3 separate regions of the Zea mays genome follow, and all the other regions are linked to region 2. Evidence: chromatin contacts called from public Hi-C data. All regions are on one chromosome and are shown on one strand. The core of a region is the stretch at or near the end of the contact, and the rest is flanking DNA. Distances in the headings are between cores, read along the strand shown. Region 1 holds the start of LOC103632654. Region 2 holds the start of LOC103632658 (translation initiation factor IF-2). Region 3 holds the start of LOC100285582 (carbohydrate transporter/ sugar porter/ transporter).

What was found. Hi-C and Micro-C count contacts between places; a contact is called where the count stands out from the background.
Region 1: a Hi-C map of bundle sheath shows a contact between it and region 2, with 2.8 times the contacts expected there. The contact joins the promoter of LOC103632654 here to the promoter of LOC103632658 in region 2. A contact is called at or near these places in 3 of 25 Hi-C or Micro-C datasets (bundle sheath, leaf and leaf mesophyll).
Region 3: a Hi-C map of bundle sheath shows a contact between it and region 2, with 4 times the contacts expected there. The contact joins the promoter of LOC100285582 here to the promoter of LOC103632658 in region 2. A contact is called at or near these places in 9 of 25 Hi-C or Micro-C datasets (bundle sheath, ear, endosperm and 3 more) and 1 of 3 datasets of contacts at active chromatin or transcription factors (leaf).

What each region holds. Positions count from the first base shown.
Region 1 is chr7:104,856,853-104,860,766 of Zm-B73-REFERENCE-NAM-5.0, forward strand. LOC103632654 reads left to right here and starts at 1,256. Exons shown (of 1, transcript NM_001346421.1): 1 at 1,256-3,286. The coding sequence starts at 1,776. The coding sequence ends at 2,666.
Region 2 is chr7:105,173,984-105,177,488 of Zm-B73-REFERENCE-NAM-5.0, forward strand. It overlaps LOC103632658 (translation initiation factor IF-2), which reads left to right and starts at 1,967. Exons shown (of 1, transcript XM_008654414.4): 1 at 1,967-3,505. The coding sequence starts at 3,396.
Region 3 is chr7:105,448,380-105,451,990 of Zm-B73-REFERENCE-NAM-5.0, forward strand. It overlaps LOC100285582 (carbohydrate transporter/ sugar porter/ transporter), which reads left to right and starts at 2,289. Exons shown (of 3, transcript NM_001413640.1): 1 at 2,289-2,981. The coding sequence starts at 2,691.

The sequences.
Region 1 (3,914 bases), core at 6-2,505, 320 kb before region 2:
GCAACAGCGAGGTCTGTAATGGCGTCACGTCGGGCAACGGCGAATGTGGCGGCACGAGAAGGATGCGTGGTGAGAGCGACGCCAAACCACGGTGCCGGCGTGTGCCAATCCAACGAACCCAACACGCAGAATACATGATGCGAAAGGCGATTAATTTCTTTTCTTTTTTTTTTCGTTTCAGTTGCCGACCGTATTCTGGGCCTGTTTGGTTCAGCTTTTTTCTGACCAGCTTTTCTGAAAATCTAGCTGTGGGGAGAATCTGGCTGTGCGAAGAATCTGAGTATCATTACGATTACGTGTGGAGGAAGATAAAGTTGTTTACAGGGCTCAGGATCTAGAAAGTGACGGATTCCTACTATTACAACGACTCAACCGATTATGTGTTTATGTTGATTTTGAATGGTTTTTGTCCCAACGAATTTTATAGAAACTGGCTGAAAAGCTGAGCGTTTGGCAGTCCGCAGCAGCTTTTGGTGACCAGAAGCTGCCAGAAGCCGAAACAAACAGGGCCTATACGTGACGCTCTGGAGTGTGTTTTCCAGACACGCATGGTTCTCTTCTCTGGCATCACTAGCACCGGTGACCAAACTTGCCGTACAAAAAACGGGGCTGAAGGAAATCACCATTGCCGCTCACCCAAATAAAGACTGTTCCGTTCATTGCCGGTTGGGTGTGGTTCAAACGCCTAATGATCGGCCTCAAGTTGCCGATGGGTTCATTCTCCTGGCTGAGAAAAAAAAAATATACATAGTCGCTCTAGCATATTCGATGTGCATCTCCTCGTCTGCCAGCCTCGAGCACCAAACACCGGCGCAACAAACGAGAACCCGCCACGTGTGCTACCACCGACACCAAGCCGTGGAGCAGGACCATACGCGCCAGTACGTGGCGCTCGGCCAGTGGTCAAAGGCTCTGCGGCAGCAGCACCCCGCCGCATCCGATCCCATTCCACGGAACGCCCGTGCAATTATGGCACCGCGTGGAGTCCGCAGGGAGCAGGTCGCTGGTCCACTGGCCAGTGACTCACTCTCCACGCTCTGCCACTGCCACCATCATCGCTGACACGCTGCTGTAGGAAAAGGGGGGCTTCTCGCCGGCGGAGTAGGCGCGAAGCATAGTAATCCGTAATCAGGAATCACTCACTCCTCCAAAAATTACGGCGACACTGCGATGAAACTGAGGGTTAGGGGGGCGCTAATCAAATGCGGCGAGGCCGCGTCGCTATAAAAGAGCTCCTCGCGCCTCCTTTCCACCTCCCCGCCCCACCAAACACTCCCGCAGACCCACAGCCCCGCCCGTCCCCGTCCGTCCACAGCCAGCTCCGCCTCCCATCCAGCGCCCGTCCACAGCCGCCGCAGTTCCAGTGAGATCGAGCGAGGTAAGCTTAGATCTGAGCGATTTCTCTCGCGCGTCGCAGGTAAAGTTCACTCGACTTCGACTCTCTCATCCTCTTCTGTTCTTCCTGGTTCCGTCTTCTTCCTCGAGCAGACAGCGAGAGACCCGTGGCCTTTTAGATCCCGGGCTTCAGATCTGCTGTTTCTTCTTCGGTTTGGTTCTAGTTCTAGCAGTGTACTAGTACTAGTCGTTAGGTTGGTAGCCAAGAGAGGTTCTTTTTCCACACCTCCCTTGCGCAAGTGAGTCCTGTCCTGAGTGGATCTACCCACCACTGCCATCTGTTTTTACTGTGGCTGTTGGGTTCCGCCAGTTTCTTCGTTTGTTCTTGGTTTGCTAGAGAGAGAGGAAAAAAAACAAAAAAACAAAAAAAAACAGTCTAGATGGCTGCTACTATAGATCTGTCAGGGGAGGAGCTGATGAGAGCACTCGAGCCTTTTATCCGGGATGCCTCTGCTCACGGATCCAGTCCGCTCCTCCACCCGCACCAGCCACTTAGCCCCTCGTCGCCGTTCTCCTTCCACCAAGCCGTCGCCGCCGCCTCCTCCTACGGAGGGAACTACCCGTTCGCCGCGGCCGACGAGGCGGGCCAGCTGAGCCCTTCCCAGATGCAGTACATCCAGGCCCGCCTCCACCTGCAGCGTCGCCAGGCACAGACCTCCGTGCTGGGCCCGCGTGCCCAGCCCATGAAGGCGTCCGCGTCCGCGGCCCCCGCCCCGGCGCGGCCGCAGAAGCTGTACCGCGGCGTGCGGCAGCGGCACTGGGGCAAGTGGGTGGCGGAGATCCGGCTCCCGCGCAACCGCACCCGGCTCTGGCTCGGCACCTTCGACACCGCCGAGGAGGCGGCGCTCGCCTACGACCAGGCCGCCTACCGCCTGCGCGGCGACGCGGCGCGCCTCAACTTCCCCGACAACGCCGCCTCCCGCGGCCCGCTCCACGCCTCCGTCGACGCCAAGCTCCAGAGCCTGTGCCAGAGCATCGCCGCGTCCAAGAAGGGCGCCAAGAAGCCGGCCTCCGCCGCAGCTGCCGCGTCGTCGTCCGCCCCCACCAGCAACTGCTCCTCGCCGTCGTCCGACGACGCGACCTCGTCCTGCCTCGAGTCCGCCACCGAGTCCTCGTGCCCGTCCCCGTCGCCGTCCGCCTCGCCAGGGCCGACGGTGCCGGAGATGCAGCAGCTGGACTTCAGCGAGGCGCCGTGGGACGAGGCCGCCGGCTTCGCGCTCACCAAGTACCCGTCGTACGAGATCGACTGGGACTCCCTCCTCGCCAATTAATCGTCGCCCCTTGTTGGCTGGCTGGCTGGCTGGCTCCCATCCTACCCACACTGCCGTCGTGCAGCAGGAGGAGGGTTAAAGAAGGTTAACGGCCGTCGCGCAGATGGGATTTTAGACATCCTGCGCGGGCACTAGTTGGATCATTAGTGCTAATCCCCGTCCGTCCGTTCGTTGGTTGGTTCTGTGTAGATGTCCGTCCGATTCGTTTGGTCCTTGTCACTGGTGAGTCAGTTGTAGATCTCGGGTTATTTAGGGTTTGGTTCTCCGGAGGAGGAGAGAACCACAACCGACGGGAAGCCGGCGTTTTTGTGTCCGGCGTTCTCCGGTGGTGGCCGGTACGTGTCACACTGGTCAGTGACCCCACCCCCCCGGCCGTTCAGGTGTCCGTTGTCCTGGTAGCTGTTTTTGTTGTGCTAGATGGTGTGCTGTGCTCTACAGGTTGTAAAGAGCAGCACGGTGTGATGTGAGGAGATGCTTGTCAAGCAGTAGTGCTCCGTATGATGTATGTTGTAAAATCAGCTAGCTAGCTGTGTCCAGGAGTTGTAATTTGATGAACTGCTACTGTTGGTGCTACTATTGTATGGTTTATTGTTGTATAAACAATCTGTGTTCGGCTGTTCCCCAGTTTTTCCTTGATTTGAATGTTTGCAAGTAATCACGGCCACAGACACAGACGGCGTGCGTGCGTTCGCTCTGATGATATTAGTAGATTGTCTTGAGCAATCTCAGCTCAGAAAGTTCAACGTTCTTTTTATTTACCACAGACACAGACGGGGCGACCTTGATGCGGCGGGTTGCGTTGCGTTTGCGTATCATGGACTGAACACCCAACGGTTGCGTAACGCGTACTACCACTGCTACCATCGATAATATGATCGGTTCAGCATCGTCTGTTGTCATCACTCACCCAAGCGAAGCCGAGGCGTGTGGTTCAAGTGACCTGAACGTTACGGAGCATGCATGGATGGTTCATGAACTGGCTGGCCTTCACGTAGCTAGCATTGAATTGAAGCGAAAGGAAAGCCCTCCATCCGGCAAATTCCTTCCCCTTCCCCCCTACGTATGCGTGATCGGTGACCCGACGGCTAAAACACTGCGGGATATACACCACTGCACTGCTAGGGCGGAGCCAGGAACATAGATTTTTATTTCGTCCAAATAAATTTCTCTATCAAGTAAAAATTTATCATTTTTAAAAGTATTAAATTCATTGGTAATAAAAAAATTAAAGAATTTTAGTCCAAAACT
Region 2 (3,505 bases), core at 717-3,216:
TGCCTTATCTAGACGCAACACCTTGTCCTCGTGGTTGATGATGACGAAGTCAAGAGGATGCTAAATGTAGACCTCCTTGACTAGCTCATCATTGAGAAACATGGACTTGACATCCATGTGGTCCATAGACCACCCCTTCTAGGCAGCGAGTGCCAGCAGAAACCACACTGACTCAATGGATGTTATAGGTGCAAAGACCTCGTCAAAGTCCACGCCTGATTGCTAGACATGGCCCTTCAAGATAAGCCATGCCTTGTGCTTAATCACCTTGCCGACACCGTTCTTCTTCTCCTTTTTCCTTTGCACTTGTTGATGGATGATTTCCATGTCCCTGATCTCTTGGTCCAACTCCTCCTCCTGGAGTGTTGGACTGGTGGCCTTTCTCTTCTGGCTTCGAGCCTCTCGGAGAGAGAGAGTCTCCTGGTTTGTGTCCAGTGGCTGCAGTGTAGCAGCCCCTGGCACTGTTGTCTTCTTCGGCGGCATGACGAAGGTCAGTGCTTTGTCGAAGGCTGTGGAAGTGAGTACACCGGAGGTGGGCGCCAATGTTGGGGACTTGTTCTCAAATGCTATGAATTAAGAACAAGGCAACACAAAAATAGGTTAATGGTTAATGTCATTCGTCCTTCGAAGCATTATTTCCCCAAGGATATAATGATCTTCGGACGAAGGTTATGAAGGATATACCTTCATCATCACATCATATATATATTAATGAAATACGAAACATATGAAACATGAGAAATAACATGAATAATCATACAACATTGCTAATGTATCTTTATTATATCACTATGGATGAATGAGAACAATATTGAATTACATTTATACCTTCGGCTTGACGGAAGGTAAAAAGTCCAAGCGTGACGCACAAGCGAATACAAGTCAGCGTGAACAGTACGAGGTACTGTTCATCTATTTATAGGCACATGGCACAGCCTGTGTAAATTTACATTCATGTCCTTCATATTTACTATTGACTTATGGACAACCCAATGGGGAATAGATAACCTTTTCCTCTTTACGTCGCTTCCTTTTTCTACCATTACGCCGAAGCTCCCTTGCGTGTAGCTTCGGAGCAACATCAATCTTTGTCTCGACCACGCTTTTCACATCGTATAGATCAGGGGGTGTTTGAGAGTAGGTATGGGATGACTTAGTGTTTTGTAAAGATCAGGGGGAGTTTTTTTCCTTTTGATCGGAAGAACTTGTATGTACATCATGTTGTACTCTTTTCTTTGTATGAGTATTAACCTATTTAGGTTTCTCATTCAAAGTTTTTAACGAGGCAACATCAACACAAGGCCTATGTCATATCATCTATTTTTCCCGTAGAGGTTTTCGAGGATGATACATTATGACATAGCTATTGTTGCATTTGAACTAGGTTATGGGCTTATCTCCCTAGAGTTCAAACGGATCAACAATAGAGTATGACTACTCTCCTTATTTTTCCCGTTGGGTTTTAAGGAGACTCAGCTGATATGTTGATTTCTCAGATTTTCTGACTAGATTATCTTGGAAAAATATTAGTGTGAGTTATATGTCTCATCATTTATTTTCCCCACTGGGGTTTTTGAGATGATGACTATAGACATATTATTGTTCTTTGGACTAGAGGTCTATGGGAGAACAATGGCATACCATGGTCCAATTGAACCATCGACAATTATCTATAAGGATAATTGAGCTTGTGTTGTTCAGATGAAAACATGTTATATCATGAGCAACATTAATAAGCATATTGCTCATAAATTGTATTATTCATCTTGCAAACAAAGTCTTGTGATAATCTTGCTGATCTATTCACAAAATCTCTACCATACTCAACGTTTTCAGAAATGTGTTGAGGTGATTGGTATGCGAAGACTTAAGTGCTTACAAGGATCAGGGGGGAGTAATTCTCCATGATATTTGACCTGTTTTGTACCATCATATTACACTCTTTTCTTTGTATGAGTTTTGCCTTGTTATGGTTTTCTCATCCAAAGTTTTTAACGAGATAATATCAATTAAGCTATATGCTTCATCATTGATTTTTTCCAGGGGGTTTTATACATGATGATTACAAGCATATTTTCTTTTGGAGTTCAATATGAGTTTTACTCATAATCCAAAAGATATTGTATACTCCTTATTTTTCTCACAGGGTTTTTGAGGAGATGATATATTGAAAGACAGATTGCAGATTATCAAATGGACTTGGATTGATTAGGGGGAGTGTTACAAAACATGTTACCATGATGTGATCAACCCTTGTCAATTCTCTCCCAAGGGACACACCCTTTGGGAGACATTGTTTTGTACTTATATATAAACAGTGTACTCTCTGCAATAAAGACAACAATAACTTCATTCTGTCATTCTCTCTGGTCTTTTTCGTTATTCTCTAACAAAAAGAACAGCCGGAATCTCATCGAAGGGAGATTCCAGAAGTAGGATTCCAGCCTGAACTTTTCTCGAGCCAATGTTTGCCTAGCAGCACAGATACGTTGTTTCGCATCATCAGTGTCTAGTCGACGAAGGCCCCGGGGACGAACTGGCGACGGCGCAGACCAGACGGAACAAGTCTGTCTGTGGATCGCTGCCGTCGGGCCCGTCGTCAGCTGCCGCGCACGAAGCCTCTCATTCTTCTCCCCCCTTTGGAACAAAGGGTTGGTAAAAGAATTATATATTGGATTTGATTCATCCAGGCGTTTTTCCTAGGATTTAGACATTGTAAGACCCTGCAAAAATTCTACGAAATACCTCAATCCATAGTCATGTTGAAGTGAACTTAAAAGGGGTCCAACCTATGTTTTTCTTTCTTTGTGTCTATTTCTCTCCATAAATTCCTATGAAAAACCTATGCGTCTATTTCTCTCCTTAAATTCCTATGTTTTTCATGTGTTGCATCTAAATCCATATAGGATTGTCTCATGCGTTCGAAAGCAGACCTTATTATGGGCTGGGCGCTGTTCTCCAAACCAGGAGCCCTGGACACCACGCACGCATTCCCGGCCCACCGAGCCTGGTCGCACTCGCGCACAGCAACAAAGCAGACGCAACCAACGATAGCTTCCTCCGGCCCGGCCCGGTCCTCCCCAGCCGTCAGTCAGTCGCCGCCCCTTTGCGGGAACGTGCTCGGAAGCAGCAGCAGCCGTCTCCTCCCCTCCCCTCGGCACCTCAATCTTTTCTTCCCTCATCGATCTCTACTCCCCTCCCCTTTTTATACCGCGTCGTCGGTCCGAGGCAAAGCTTTTCCTCTTTCTGCGTCTGCCACTCGTCCCTCCTGGATCAGTGAGTCCCGGAGTGGAAGATCCGGCCTTTTTAGCTGCTTGTAGTGGTAGTTGGTTGTTTCTGGGGAGTTGCACCACCGGGAAGCGGGGCAGGAGAGGAGGGTTGGTGGGATTGCGGTGATGGACTCCGGCAACAGCGGGAGCCTCCAGTCGTCTAGCGGCGGCGGCGACGACGAGTACGACTCGCGGGCCGGCGGCGGTGGAGGGGGCGTCGACTCCTCCGCGCTCGC
Region 3 (3,611 bases), core at 1,039-3,538, 270 kb after region 2:
GGCACTCTACCTCTATTTATAATGTTGAACTAGAGTACAATTTCGTACGAAATTGCATTTATGTCCTCAACCCTATACAAATAAACTACAAGATTAACTGAGGGTGTTGTCGTCTGTTTCTTCATAGTCGTGTTGAGCAAGCTTTGAAGTTTTCATTCTTTGTTTTTGTTGGCACATTTATACTGCAGAGCCGAACCTTTTTGCTTCGTCTTCGCTTGCACGTCACTCCTAAACGAAGGTAATCTTCACCAACCCCTCTGTTATACTTGAAACAAACTTTGGAACATTTGATAAACCAATGTTTTGATTTTGATGGCCTTAGATGAAAGCAGGCTGAACAAGTTCTACACAAGAAAAAAGGTAGAGCATGATTTTAGAAAAAAATGAAACTAGTTTTATATTTTTCTAAGCTAAAATAATTTTGATATTTATTCTAGAAAAAAATGCGTGGTTATTGTTTTAAAATAAAGGTGTTTCTATACTCGTTTATAGAGTGTAAGTGACCTCTGCAAGGTATCACGAAAATTCAATTTATCTTTCTCTGGCTGACTTATTAGCGCTACATAGGAGTGTTGGCCATGTAAGAAAAAAAAAACGTTATCAAAACGGCTCAGAGAGGTTAATTGAACGTTTCAACGGTTAGAGGAGTCTAAGAAAACGATTCTCTAATTGAGAAGTATAAATTAAATCAAACGGACTTTTTTCGGGAAGGCTTCGTAAGTCGGCGCTTGGTGTGACCGCAGATGGTGATATATTAGGTATCAGAGGTAGGACTAGAATTTATGGCAGACCAAAAAGATCACATGATAGCTATGACTTACTAGTTTGCTAAGTCCGTCGATCGTCGGGGACATGTCATATCGTTGCGACGAGCGAGATCTAGCTTGTCGGGCGGAGGTTATATCGTTGCGACGAGCGAGATCTAGCTTGTCGAGCGGATCAACGTCACAATGAAAACAGGACAAGGGACAGAGTTGGCGGTGTCGCATCGGGAATGGGTCGGCGACGAAAACAGGGTAGCGAGCAAACTGGTTTAGGTGATGTCGAAAAGATTAGGATCGGACTGGTAGATGCAAGGACTGGACTGAGAAGATCTGACAAGTAGGCTCATTACAGGGTTGTTCTAGGCCATGTTCTAAACCTATAAAGAAAATTGTTAACTGGTTTTAGCTAGGTTGGGGCATCTAATAACTAATACTTATTTGAGGAGTATAGCCAATAATTAGTTGATTCATTCTAAACCTTTCAGCTAATTTTAGTGACTAACTATTAGTTTTAGAGGTTTAGAACAAGACTTTATACCAGGGGCGAAGCCAGACAACGAAGTTATTGGGGTCACTTTCACTAGATAACAATATATTTGTATAGTATTTTCCAAATTTTATAGGGGTCAGCTGACCCCAACAAATGCCCCCGGCACCGCCCCTGCTTTATACTATCTAAAATTTTGATTTTTTTTTCTACGCTTAACACTAAATAATCATTAGATATAAAAAGATGCGCAAAATTGAGGGGTCATGACCCACTTTGCCTCCCTTTAGATCCGCCTCTAATTAGATCATCTTCAACAACTAATATTTCTGCTCCTAGTTTCTTTATATATTAGAATCCTTCTAAAAGTCTAAATCCCTAAAAAAACACCGAACTCTAACAGCTCCTTAAATATACCCAATTAGAAGAGCAGTCAGCCAATCAAAAACGACAGCACAAGCATCGGCCTCGCACGCACACATGTATCTGCAACACGGACGCGAGCACGCTCTAGAACGTGGGAGTGTGAAAAAAAAACTAGATAGAGGCAGCGGTGGCTCGACCCTAAATTTATATTGCTAGTCTCTAGTTTTGGGGCATCAAAAAAATTGGGAGCACATACATATTAGGAGCGGTTGAACTAGTATTTTTTCATCTTTTATGTCTAAACTATAGTTTTGGAAGTTAATTAGAAGATGTCGAAGATGCTCTTAATTTGCATGGGCTTAGATAGTCAGCACAAACTTTGTGCAAGTTGGGCCAGGCCCATAACGTGTTCGGAAGGCCGAAGTCGACACAATAACGGCACTGGACAGTGTATTCTGACGAGTGGCAGCTAGTAGATAGGCTGGTGGCCGCCGATGGAAACGGAAGCCACGTTCCTCCGGACTGAATATTTTGAGTTTCTATAGACACGTCACTGGTGCTCCGGGACACGCGGAAGCGGAAGCGAAGCAGGCCAAGTCCGGCGAGCTGACTTCACCCCTAGTTGTAGCTGTACTATGCCTCTATCTGTGTGGAACTGCTGTATGGATGATTGTCTCTGTCTTTGACAGCTGGCCCGGTCCCTAAAATCCATCGAAATCCTCCGATTTCCGAAGACGAGACGGATATGCGGTGTGCCAATGTCAAATCTCTGATAGCATTGGTCAATTGACTCGTCCTGAATGCCTCCTCCTAACCTTTGGATCAACAATGGAGGGCGGGGAACGCACGCGTTGCAATTGCAATTGCAACATCCGAACGCGTCGGCGAGCTAGGCGAGCAGATGAACCCCGGTCACTGTTCCCAACATCTCCATCGACGAACATTTCCACGAAAATCTCGCTGCTCTCGCGAAAAAAGGACGCCACCCGCCCTTGCTTGCTCTCCAGTTTGCACCCTGGAGGCAGGTGCAGGGGCGCTCCTCGCCAGCGGGCAGTCAACCGCCCGCGTCGGCCATGGCGGAGGCGGGGAGGCGGACGCTTGCGCTGGTGAACCTGGCGGCCATCATGGAGCGCGCCGACGAGGCGCTGCTGCCCGCGGTGTACCGGGAGGTGGGCGCAGCGCTGGGCGCCACGCCCGTGGCACTCGGCGCGCTCACGCTCTACCGCTCAGCCGTGCAGGCCGCCTGCTACCCGCTGGCCGCCTACGCCGCCGTGCGCTACAACCGCGCCCACGTAGTCGCCGTTGGGGCCGTTCTCTGGGCCGCCGCCACCTTCCTCGTCGCCGTCTCAGACACCTTTGCCCAGGTCCGTTCCCTAGAAAATCCCTGCTTTATCCGGCGGCGTGTTTTCTTTTTTCTCTTTTGGCGTGGGATCTCTTGCCACGAATTTGGTAGGCCACCAGTCCAATTGTGCTCAGCTTTGGATCTGATCATAGAACTATGGTGCGGATTCCAGCGGTATATGCTTCGGTTCACTGCTTTGGTTCATCCGCCGAATAATTCTGTGCTTTGTGCTTTCGCTGTCCAGGATTTACTGGCCAAAAAGATAACGAAGGTTCACTTTAGTTCCCGGTGCGGCTTTGTGCATTACCTTTGAGATGCTATAGCAAACCAAGTTTAGATCAAGATCACCGAAGAAAAAAGTCAACACGGTTTTTTTTTTGCTGTTATTTTTCCGGAGGAGTCAGAATTATTACTTAAATTCAGTTAAAATTTGCAAGTAATGCATTCAATGTGGCTTTATCGAAACATACGAGGAAAGTATAACTGCCATATTCATGGCTGTTAATGGTTGATTTATGTACATAATTATCTGATAACCATGAAATTGGTGTTTTCCTTTTTAAAAAAATGTGTTTTATTTCTTCTCATTTCAAGTTTTGAAGTGGCAACTTTCTCTGTATTTTTCTCCTGGATATAAAACTGTTTTAACTTT